Linked DNA regions of Mus musculus: regions 2 and 3 are each linked to region 1. Evidence: chromatin contacts called from public promoter capture Hi-C data. All regions are on one chromosome and are shown on one strand. Each heading gives the region's core, a stretch centred on a gene start, on an enhancer-like site or on the middle of the called end of the contact. The rest is flanking DNA. Distances are from core to core; before and after follow the strand shown. Region 1 overlaps Epb41 (erythrocyte membrane protein band 4.1). Region 2 overlaps Ythdf2 (YTH N6-methyladenosine RNA binding protein 2). Region 3 overlaps Srsf4 (serine and arginine-rich splicing factor 4).

Region 1 (3,900 bases), core at 660-3,159:
ATCATTTTGGTTAAATGCATTTTTTTAAATATATACTTCACAAAAATGAGGTACTATTTCTTTCTAAAAAGATTCAAGACTCTTCCGATTTCGGGCAGTTTGTCTAAAGGCTGCCTTAAAAGCCACCCTCCCAGAGCAAACCTCTTCCTGTTTGTCAAGTGTGTGTTTACTTTCACATCTGCTTCAAAAGATAAAAGCAACAATGGGGACACCAACCACAAGACTGTGTCCTACCAAGCCGGAAATGACGCTATAAACCCAGACTTGCTGTGAAATGGGTCTTCAGAACACTCACACACAGGCTAACATGCAAATAAAAACTTAAAAAATTTACAGTGTGAGTCTGAATCAAACCCAAAGATCGACACTGGACAAAACTGCATTACATATTTGCATACAACCATTATACAGACCCAAAGACATCCAATTTCAGTAGACAAGGGTACAAGTAAGGTATAAAAATACAAAGGCTCGGAGGGTAGGTGAGCTACACAAGCCTAGCAACCTGACTTCAATCCCTAGAACCATATAAAGAAGAGAACTATGCCACAGTTTGCCTCTGGCCTCCACACAAGCAAACATCATACACATCTGTGTACACACACACACACACACACACACACATACACACGACTACAATAGTAAAAATTAATCAGAGATACTTAGCAGGAGCTGGGTGATGGTGGTGCATGCCTTTAATTCCAGCACAGGGGAAACAGAGGCAGGTGGATCTCTGTGAGTTGGAGGCTAGCCTGGTCTACAGAGTGAGTTCTAAGACAGCCAGGGCTACACAAACAAAACCTAGTCCAGCACAGCCAGGCTATGTTACACAGAGAAACTGTCTAAAAAAAAAAACAAAAAACAATATATATATATATATATATATGTATGTGTGTGTGTGTGTGTGTGTGTGTATTTAAGAGCACCTAGAGTGACTGCAAACATCTGCAATCCCAACATTTCAGAGATGCAGGCAACAGAGTCACAAGTTCAAAGTCACCCTCAACTACATAGCAAGTTTCAAGGCTAGCCTGGGGGTACATGAGACTGCCAGGAAAGAAGGAAGAGAGGGAGGGGGAAGGAGAGCCAGCCACATTAAACAAATGTCACTTCTTCTCTTTTCCCTTTGATAAAATCTGTATGATAGGCACATACTATGCATATATTTCCTAAAATATGATTATCCTCATTTTACACACACACAAATACAGCTTTAGAAAAGGACTTTCACAAGACAACAGTTATAGAGAACTCATCAGCTTTGACAGAAGGTTTACATCCAAAGCTCTTACCCCCGACAAGCAAAAGGGTCTCAGTAAGGTCTCATCACTCTGAATGCCAATTTTCAATTGTGTGATTCTGGACAAGCTACTTAGCTTTTAACTTGTTACCTAAACTGTGAATTGAGATTAATAACACTCCAGTAACCTGGGGTGAGGCTTAACTATGAAAATCATCATGACAGCCAGGCATCTGGTGTCTAAGTATTTCACAGACACCTAAGGATGTGGCTCACAGTAGGAAGCTAGCCTAGCATGCACCAGCACCTCAAGAGAAAAAAAAAAAATTCACATTTGACTTCCTATATTTAACTCATCTAATCACCATAACATTAAAGGTATAGAACATCCCTACCATTATAGAATGAATTAATTATCACAGATGTGAGTTAACCTGCCCATGGCCACGACTTAGAGTGGCATAAGTGGAATTTAAAACAAAGCATTGCACCCCAAAGCTGTACTCGAACGTCTACACTATATCTACAAAGTATAAAGCACAAAGCCTGAACCAGGTAAGCTAGCAGTGAGCACTGACACTGTTTACCTGGCACACTGAGCAGGCTCCAGTAAACACTGCTGGTGATAGGCTGAGAGAGTAGGACAGCCAAGACCTAGGCTAGTTACCACAGGCTGACTCTGCTTTTTCTATAAGTATGTGCTTTTCCACACACAACAAAGTCACTCTTACACTTCTAGTCCTACTACTAATACCAGATCTCTGGACTCCTTTCGGGCAGGCTCACGCCCTCTACATTCTTTTACAATCACATATACTCACAGGACCCTGCTCATCCTAGACAATATGCAGTAAATTAATGAGTAATACCCTTCCTGCCCTCAAAATCCTTCCAAGAGCCCAGTCAAAATCCTTCCAGGAGTCTCAGTCTTTTGCCACATCTTGAGACCATGGAGGCCCACATGTTAGGAATCCCAGTGGTTATGTTCCACTCCAAATAAAATATAATCCTGTAAGCCTAATTTTAGGAACAAATCGGGGTTGGGGGAATATAAGAAGTCAGATTTAGCACAAATGGGAAAAACCTGAGCATTAGACCAACAACGGGAGCTCATTATCTTTCTCTTCTTTCCTAATTTAAATCTTTAGATTCATTTTCAAGAGCTAACAACATATGTAACCCCCAAGGATCCATGGATGGCTAAAGCCAATGGGAAAAGGTAATTGGAAACAGGATATTCACAATGCCAACGTTCCTCCACAAATACTAAAAACATTAACCACTACACAGAAATCTGTGGGTTACTACTTTAACTAGGTGACCAAAATTAGCAGCATTAATTGTGGGACAGCCTGACATTATGAACTTTCCAATGTGATGCAAAACGAGGAACACAATGTCACGCTAAAGTCTTGCCAAAATATTTAACCTATGTCTAATCAAACCTACAGAGATAAATTTCCAGTTTATAGGAAATAAAACAAAGAGAAGAACAAATTAAACAAAGCCTCAAGGGAACAATCAAGTACATTCAGAATAGAACATTCTACAACCAGCTGGCACCAAGACTTATCAAAGTACACAGGTAAATCCTGTTCCAGATTAAAGGAAATGTGACCGAGATATTTACATTTAAAAGTCTAACTACCACTGCTGAGATGGCTCAGCAAGTTGCATGCAAGTCTGGCAACATGAGTTCAATTCCTGGAAACTACATAAAGGTGGAAAAAGGAGAGAACTGACTCCACAGTGTTGTCTTGGACCCCTATACATGCACCCACACATACACATTTTGGGAGTATAAAGTGCTAGAACTTCTCCAACTTTCTAAGAAGATATACAGGATAGAGGAAGGAAGGAAGGAAGGAAGGAAGGAAGGAAGGAAGGAAGGAAGGAAGGATATAAGAATCTAGAAACAAAATTATAGCACAGACTTAAATCTTAATTATCGTAACATTCACATCACCTTATGCATCCTGTCATAGGTCTAGTTAATACACTAAACCGTATCTAAAGGGCAGTCAGGGCAATAGTACTACTAACCTGTGCTTTCTAGAAGCTGACAGCCTTACTGTGAGTACCAGGATCATATGCTATACCTGGCAAAGAGCATGCAATGCTACAATAAACCAATAAACCTTCAAAGAAAAAAATATCTCTGGAATCATCTCCTTGCCCAAAGTATGTCTCCTTTCATTTTATCTACTTGGTAACAACTGACTTTTCTCTACCTTACAAAATTTATTGGAGACTATGGAAACATAAAATGCATGTTTTGCCCGTAAGGAACATAGGGTATGATTTTAAAAACAAAATACTGCTTCCATTTCCACTGAAAAAGCTACTAATAGACTATGTGGATGTTCTCGCCTCCCAGAGCAATTGTGTTATTTTGAGTTTTGAGAATGCCAAGAAAGCTGGAAGGTTTAAAAATAACCTAACAAAGAGCTCATTCCAATACCAGATGGAAAGAAACTACTCTAAAGACATGTGAGTGGGAGAACATATACACAATATCATATGACACCATGCAAAAAAAGGTTTTTGTGATTACGTAATACTACTAGGATTGGCAGGACTCTGCAGGTAGGAAGCTACCAACAGGGTCACTTCTCTGAACCATTTTTTTTTTAAGAGATAATGGGCAAGAAACAGCAAGT
Region 2 (3,900 bases), core at 941-3,440, 150 kb after region 1:
CCCATCCCCTCTTCAGTCACGTAACTGGTTTAAAGTTCTGGGAACACCAGGATGGAATAAACACATTCATTAATAACTTATAGTATGTTGCCTCAACCTGTAATCCCAGCATTCTGAGGCTAAGGCAGGGGGAAAATGCTATGAGTTCAAGGCCAGCCTGTGCTAAACAACCTAGCCAGTACAAAAACACGCATATAAACCCCTTCCCTTTCCTACTGTCTCATTATTTTCCAAGACTAGTATTTGGTAGCTTAACTCCTGTATACATTTAATTGAAACCAGCTTGAAAGCCCAAAATCTGCTCAAGTCCCTGAGTAAACTTGACAATTTCTCAGGTGTATGATAAAGTAGAACTTTTTTGACAGGGTTTCTCTGTATAGCCCTGGCTGTCCTGGAACTCACTCTGTATACCAGGCTGGCCTTGAACTCAGAAGTCTGCCTGCCTCTGCCTCCCAAGTGCTGGGATTAAAGGCGTGTGCAACTACTGCCCGGCAGAGTAGAACTTTTTAAGTGGAACTAAAAGTAAAAATTTAAAGTACTATTTCTAAACTGAATGAAACTGTTTGCCAAACCTGACTATTCTCAGAATCATTACTTGACCCCTCTACTAACAAAGAGCTCCATGTGAACTGCAACAATGTTACCAGGCAGAGCACAGTGGCACACGCCTATCCCAGTAGTGGGAAGTGGAGGCAGGAGCATGTATGTTCAAGGTCATCCTCAAACTATAAAGTGAACTAAAGGCTAGGCAGAGCTACAGTAAACCCTTTCTCAAGCAAATGAACACTTCTACAACTTTTAAAGTCAAATATCTAAGTCACAGGATATCTAAGGGGCACTCAATTTTCAAGTTTAAAACTTACAAATGGGGGCTGGAGAGTAGATGGCTCAGCTGTTAAGAGCACTTAACTACTCTTCCAGAGGTCCTGAGTTTAATTCCCAGCAACCACATGGTGGCTCACAACCATCTGTAATGAGATCCTCTTCTGGTGTGTCTGAAAACAACTACAGTGTACTCACAGACATACAATAAATAAATCTTTAAAAACAACAACAACAAAAACCCTTACAAATGGGAGAGAGGGACAAGCACTGGAAACATGGCTCCTAATAGCTAACAGGGTGGCTTACAACTGTTTATAACTCCACCTCCTGATCTGACACTTCCTTTTGGCTTCATCAGGCAGTCATACACATGTGGCATATAACCTCTCACACAGACACCCTTTTTTTGGTTTGGTTTGGTTTTTTTTTTTTTTTTTTTTTTTTTTTGAGACAGGGTTTCTCTGTGTAGCCCTGGCTGTCCTGGAACTCACTCTGTGGACCAGGCTGGCCTCAAACTCAGAAATCGGCCTGCCTCTGCCTCCCAAGTGCTGGGATCAAAGGCATGCGCCACCACTGCGCGGCGACACACTTTTTAAAAGTTAAAAGCTATTTCAGAGCCAGAAGCAATAGCACCATCCACACACAGCCTCACTTGTTCTGTCTAGGCTGGTCTCAAATGGAGGAGGGACAGATAACTAACTCTCCATGCTTGCCTCAAACTCCTGAGCTCAAGCCTTCTATCTGCATCTCAGCCGTTGAAGAAACAGGAACTACAGATATATATATCACTGCACAGAGCTCTTCACTTATAAATCTGTTAAGAAATGCCTAGAATACTTCTCTAGTAAAACTTAAGTAACTGGGTAGAATCTAGCTATAAAAATATCATTAAACCTTTTCAAACAACACAAACGTTATCCTGGGTTGTAATTCCAGCATAGGCTACAATAAAACCCCATCTCAAAGATAACAAGAACCAGGTATGGTGAAAGGCACACATTTTTTCCCAGGGCTAGGGAGGCAGAGGCAGATCTGATCAGTGAGTTCCAGGACAGCCAGAACTACATAATCCAAACCAAGGGAGGGAGAGAGGGAGGGAATGAATGAGAATGAATATATGAATATTCCTCAGCAGATAAAAACACTGGCTATGGCTACTCTTCCAGAGGACCTTGGTTCGACACATAGCAGCTCACAACCATAGGGGACAGACGAACAAACACCCTATTCTGTGTTCCACAGGCTCTGCACATACTTGGTGCACAGACACATAAAGATTAAACACACACACAAGAGGACCTGTAAGACGAGCTCAGCAAGTGAAGGTCCTTGCTTCAGAAAACTGAGATCTGCTGGGTGAGGTAGTGCACACCTTTGACCTTAGCACTTGGGAGGCAGAGACAAGTGGACTTTAGTCCAAGTCCAGCCTGGTCTACAAAGAGAAAAACAAAACAAAGCCTGACAACCAAATTCAATCTCCAAAGCCCTACATAAAAGTAGAGGAAGAGTCTAGCTCACAAGCTTGTTCTCTGACCTGCATGTCAATGCTTTTTCTCAAACTTAAAAAACAAAAGAAAGAAAAAAAAAAGAAAAAAGAAAAAAAAAACCCTTAAATCAGTAGTATCTGTAGGGGATGGGAAGGATTTATACTGTGATATTCTCTCCGCATCTACCCATTGCCACTTCCTTGTCCCTTTGCTGGATGGACCTTAAATAATTTTTGATATAAATTACCCAAGAACTTGTCTATGTTCTAACTAGCGCTCTGCCAATGAGATGACCTGACCTTATTGTTTGGGTGTAAACTAGGAGTAGACTACAGCCTTCCACTCAGTCCTTTTTTTTTTTTAATTTTAATATTTTTTATTACGTATTTTCCTCAATTACATTTCCAATGCTATCCCAAAAGTCCCCCATACCCTCCCCCCACTTCCCTACCCACCCATTCCCATTTTTTTGGCCCTGGCGTTCCCCTGTACTGGGGCATATAAAGTTTGTGTGTCCAATGGGCCTCTCTTTCCAGTGATGGCCGACTAGGCCATCTTTTGATACATATGCAGCTAGAATGACATCTCAGCCAACAGCTTGCATTCTTTTTTACTCTTTCTGCCTATTATCACAACCCTTAAAACTTTCAAATTCCAGGAGATCTGGCCCCTTTTCTGACCTCTTCAGGTTCCTGCATGTAAGAAGTACAGACACAATCAGGATCAGATATACTTACAACTAAGTTTTTAAAAAATTATTTTACTTTTGTGTCACATCCTGTGGAAATGGGAGTTAAGATGACTGTGAGTTATCACGTGGTCAATAGAAATTGAACCTGGCTGCTCTTAAATCTTTTGAGCCATCTTTCCAGTTTCATAAATATTTTCTTTAAAGTTCATGTAGGGTGCAGTGGCTCACACCTTTAACCCAGCACTCAGGAGGCAGAGGCAGAGGCAGATGATCCCTGTGAGTTTGAAGGCAGCCTGATCTATACAGAGAGTTCTATCTAAACAGTGAGACCCAGGCTGGCAAGCTCACTCAGTGGTTAAGAGCACTGACTGCTTTTCCAAAGGTCCTGAGTTCAAATCCCAGCAACCACATGATGGCTCACAACCATCTGTAATGAGATCTGACACCCTCTTCTGGTGCATCTGAAGTCAGCTACAGTGTACTTTGTATAACAATAAATAAGTCTTTGAGCCAGAGTGAGCAGGGACTGAGTGAACAGGGCTGATTGGAGCGAGCAGAGGTCCTAAAATTCAATTCCCAACAGCCACATGAAAGCTCACAACCATCTGTACAGCTAATGTGTACTCATATACATAAAATAAATAAAACTTTTAAAAAAAGTGAGACCCTGTCTCCAAAACAAATCTATAAATAAATTCACAGGAAGTCAAATCTTACATGAAAAAGTGATAGGACTGAATTTGTCTATCTAGCAAGCATTTTCTTTTTTTTTTCTTTCTTTTTTTTTGGTTGTTTGTTTGTTTTCGAGACAGGGTTTCTCTGTGTAGTTGTGGCTGTCCTGGAACTCACTCTGTAGACCAGGCTGACCTCGAACTCAGAAATCCGCCTGCCTCTGCC
Region 3 (3,900 bases), core at 1,040-3,539, 140 kb before region 1:
ATTCACTTATGCGTGTCCTAGTTTGAATGGCTACTGCCTTTTATCCAGAACCCACACTTCTGCAAATAACTCAAATACATTTTTGTACAGAGGTGTTCTTGAGTGGCTTGTGGCTAATGGTCACAATCTGTCTTAGTCAGGGTTTCTATTCCTGCACAAACATCATGACCAAGAAGCAAGTTGGGGAGGAAGGGGTTTATTCGGTTTACACTTCCATGCTGCTGTTCATCACCAAAGGAAGTCAGGACTGGAACTCAAACAGGTCAGGGGGCAGGAGCTGATGCAGAGGCCATAGAGGGATGTTCTTTACTGGCTTGCCTCCCCTGGCTTGCTCAGCCTGCTCTCTTATAGAACCCAAGACTACCAGCCCAGAGATGGTCCCACCCACAAGGGGCCTTTCCCCCTTGATCACTAATTGAGAAAATGCCTTACAGTTGGATCTCATGGAGGCATTTCCTCAACTGAAGCTCCTTTCTCTGTGATAACTCCAGCTGTGTCAAGTTGACACACAACTAGCCAGTACAATTGACCCCTTGTCAACTTGACACACAAAAACATCACTAGTAAGCCTCAACCCTTACAATTTATTCATCCCCAAGATCTAAATAACTTTAAAAGTCCCACAGCCTTTACATATTCTTAAAATTTCAATTTCTTTAAAATCCAAAGTCTTTTTACAATTAAAAGTCTCTTAACTGTGGGCTCCACTAAAACAGTTTCTTCCTTCAAGAGGGAAAATATCAGGGCACAGTCACAATCAAAAGCAAAAGTCAATCTCCAACTGTCCAATGTCTGGGATCCAACTCACGATCTTCTGGGCTCCTCCAAGGGCTTGGGTCACTTCTCCAGCCATGCCCTTTGTAGCACACGCATCATCCTCTAGGCTCCAGATGCCTGTACCCCACTGCTGCTGCTGCTCTTGGTGGTCATCTCATGGTACTGGCATCTCCAAAACACTGCATGACCCCTTCAGTCCTGGGCCTTCAATTGCAACTGAGGCTGCACCTTCACCAATGGCCTTCCATGGCCTCTCACAGTACCGAGCCTCAGCTGCTTTGCGTGACCCCTTCATGCCTTCAAAACCAGTACCACCTGGGTGACCCTTACATATTACCAAGTCCCGCTGCAGCAGGAGTACAACCTTGGCCATCCCTGGAACACAGCCTCTTTGTGCTTTCAGAAAACACTTCCCAGAAGATGTCACCTCAATGATGCTGGTCTCTTCTTAATCACCGCCAATTTCTTAGCTCCAGCTAACCAGTATCAATAGTCCCAGTAATGCAAAGTTTTTGCTTTGGTAGTTCTGGTATCTTGTTAATCACAGCTGATTCTTCAGCCCCAGCTAACCAGAACTACAGAATCTTCACAATCAAAACAGCAATGGCCCTGAAAAGAGTCTTTAATTTTCCCTCTGAAATTTCACACACCAGAGCTCCATCTTCTGCACTGTTCTCAACATTATCTTCCAAGCTCCTACACAACATCTGACAGAGCTCTTAACAACGAATAGATCTTCAAGCCCAAAGCTCCAAAGTCCTTCCACAGACCTCCCCAAAACATGGTCAGGTTGTCACAGGAATACCCCACTCTGCTGGTACCAATTTGTCTTAGTCAGGGTTTCTATTCCTGCACAAACATCATGACCAAGAAGCAAGTTGGGGAGGAAGGGGTTTATTCGGCTTAAACTTCCATGCTGCTGTTCATCACCAAAGGAAGTCAGGACTGGAACTCAAACAGGTCAGGGGGCAGGAGCTGATGCAGAGACCATGGAGGGATGTTCTTTACTGGCTTGCCTCCCCTGGCTTGCTCAGCCTGCTCTCTTATAGAACTGAGACTACCAGCCCAGAGATGGTCCCACCCACAAGGGGCCTTTCCCCCTTGATCACTAATTGAGAAAATGCCTTACAGCTGGATCTCATGGAGGCATTTCCTCAACTGAAGCTCCTTTCTCTGTGATAACTCCAGCTGTGTCAAGTTGACACACAACTAGCCAGTACACAATCTAAGTATAGCCTGCACTCTTGACAATTGGGAAACCCTCAGAAGTGGGCGGGGATGGTGACTAGAAGATTGTGTATGTTGAGACACACCGTCAGACATGCTTGTGATGTAACAAATAAGAGGCATGACACAAAATGACATGCCCAGTGTTTACAAATGCAGAACAGAACTCCACAAAATGAACCTAGACCACAAATGTCTATTCAGTGTGTGTTACTACCACTGCGGCGTTAGGTCGCCATCTTTATCCAGATCCATCCCTCACCTTAGCTGCACTTCCCACGTCTGCTCCGCTCTGCACTTTGACTCAGCCACACTAACTAGATGAGCACACAGCCTGCAGCCATGGGGGAAAGGACATGGTGGGTTTGCCACTTGTGTCACAGCTTCGCTTGCCTGCTGCATTTTAACCTGTGTTTTTTTCTTTAGGATTACATGCGTCAGGCAGGAGAAGTGACGTATGCAGATGCTCACAAGGGACGCAAAAACGAAGGAGTGATTGAATTTGTGTCTTACTCTGATATGAAAAGAGCTTTGGAAAAGCTGGACGGAACTGAAGTCAACGGCAGAAAAATCAGATTAGTTGAAGACAAGCCAGGTTCTAGGCGGCGCCGGTCTTACTCCAGAAGCCGGAGTCACTCAAGGTACTGTTGACATAGCATGAGTTGGGCACTCACAGTACCGCACTGCTCAGCATGGACGGCCCACTGGTGTTCTCTTGTTGGCTTTTATAGCATGAGTTCATGTGCTTCAGTGGCTCAGAACTTTGAACTGAACAGCTTGTGAAACTCATGAACCTCTTAAGTCACATACACAAACAGAAGCAAAGTCCTTTGCTGAGACAGGACTCAGTGACCGCTCACCTTTCTCTGGGGAGCTGAGTCATAAACTAAGCTAGAAGCACATAAGGCCAGGGCACCTATTCTTTTTTTTTTAAAGATTTATTTATTATTATATATAAGTACACTGTAGCTATCTTCAGGCACACCAGAAGAGGGAGTCAGGTCTTGTTACGGATGGTTGTGAGCCACCATGTGGTTGCTGGGATTTGAACTCTGGACCTTCGGAAGAGCAGTCGGGTGCTCTTACCTGCTGAGCCATCTCACCAGCCCCCTAGGGCACCTATTCTTATAAGCAACTGGAGTAGAAGCTGGCAGTGGTGGTGCATGCCTTTAATCCCTCTTGGTGTATTTGGGAGGTAGAGGCAGGTGATAACCAGTGCTGCACAGAGAAACCCTGTCTTTAAAAAAAGAAAAACAAAAACAAAATAACAAAAACCACAGGAAAAAAAGAATGGCCAAAAACAGAGTAGAGAGCACCAGATTTGGCAGGCATTTGTGAACAAGACAGATCTGATCCCCGCCCTCACTGAAGAAAACAGGCAGTGAGTGAGTGTGGTGGCCATTGTGACCCAGCACAGCTGATCCGGGCTCAGTAAGGATCTTGATGGAGACAGAGCTCATAAAGCTGGAGGAGATGGGTAGACAAGGCTGTCTTTCCAGCAGAGAGGCGTTTGATAAAGGCCTGCAGTGGGGGAGTTTCCCAGAGTAGAGAAGGTATGACTTACATGCAGCATACGTTTTCCCACAGCTGGGTTACCAGAGCGCATGATGTGCTGCCTGGTATTTCCTATGACCTCCAGGCTAGGGCTTGAGGTATTAGGGCATTTCAGCAAGGCTGTGGCATTAGTAGTGCTCTGTACCTAACTCCTGTCACATATGTGTGAGTTAACTGAGCTGAGCAATATCCAGAAACAACGCGATCTCTCCGTGTCTCTGGGGACCATGATCTCAGTACTCGTGGTTCCAACAGCTGCGGTCAGAGCCCTGAGTCTCACTCGTTTGCTTTTCATGCCAGTGGACTTGACTGCTTCCCCACACCTCTCCTGTGCGCACTGTT

What was found. Capture Hi-C pulls out chosen DNA fragments and counts their contacts.
Region 2: a contact with region 1 is called in a promoter capture Hi-C map of liver. The contact joins two enhancer-like sites. A contact is called at or near these places in 6 of 115 datasets of contacts at active chromatin or transcription factors (bone marrow-derived macrophages, effector CD8 T cells, embryonic stem cells and 2 more) and 4 of 9 other capture datasets (adipose tissue, embryonic stem cells, liver and 1 more).
Region 3: a promoter capture Hi-C map of liver shows a contact between it and region 1. The contact joins two enhancer-like sites. A contact is called at or near these places in 1 of 39 promoter capture datasets (embryonic stem cells), 2 of 484 Hi-C or Micro-C datasets (embryonic stem cells and forebrain), 8 of 115 datasets of contacts at active chromatin or transcription factors (bone marrow-derived macrophages, craniofacial prominence, embryonic forebrain and 2 more) and 3 of 9 other capture datasets (adipose tissue, liver and pancreatic islet).

What each region holds. Positions count from the first base shown.
Region 1 is chr4:132,040,257-132,044,156 of GRCm38.p6, forward strand. All of the region lies in intron 1 of Epb41 (erythrocyte membrane protein band 4.1), which reads right to left. Among named protein-coding and RNA genes, the nearest start is that of Gm36157, 7.3 kb to the right of the region's middle. Within about 2 kb of position 1,910, at least 31 of the 459 cell types and tissues checked have an H3K27ac peak or open chromatin away from gene starts, as enhancers often do. A contact at or near this core is called in liver, where this site is marked.
Region 2 is chr4:132,192,996-132,196,895 of GRCm38.p6, forward strand. All of the region lies in intron 4 of Ythdf2 (YTH N6-methyladenosine RNA binding protein 2), which reads right to left. Among named protein-coding and RNA genes, the nearest start is that of Ythdf2, 17 kb to the right of the region's middle. Within about 2 kb of position 2,191, at least 23 of the 459 cell types and tissues checked have an H3K27ac peak or open chromatin away from gene starts, as enhancers often do. A contact at or near this core is called in liver, where this site is marked.
Region 3 is chr4:131,895,227-131,899,126 of GRCm38.p6, forward strand. It overlaps Srsf4 (serine and arginine-rich splicing factor 4), which reads left to right. Exons shown (of 6, transcript NM_020587.2): 4 at 2,431-2,645. Among named protein-coding and RNA genes, the nearest start is that of Gm12992, 23 kb to the right of the region's middle. Within about 2 kb of position 2,290, at least 26 of the 459 cell types and tissues checked have an H3K27ac peak or open chromatin away from gene starts, as enhancers often do. A contact at or near this core is called in liver, where this site is marked.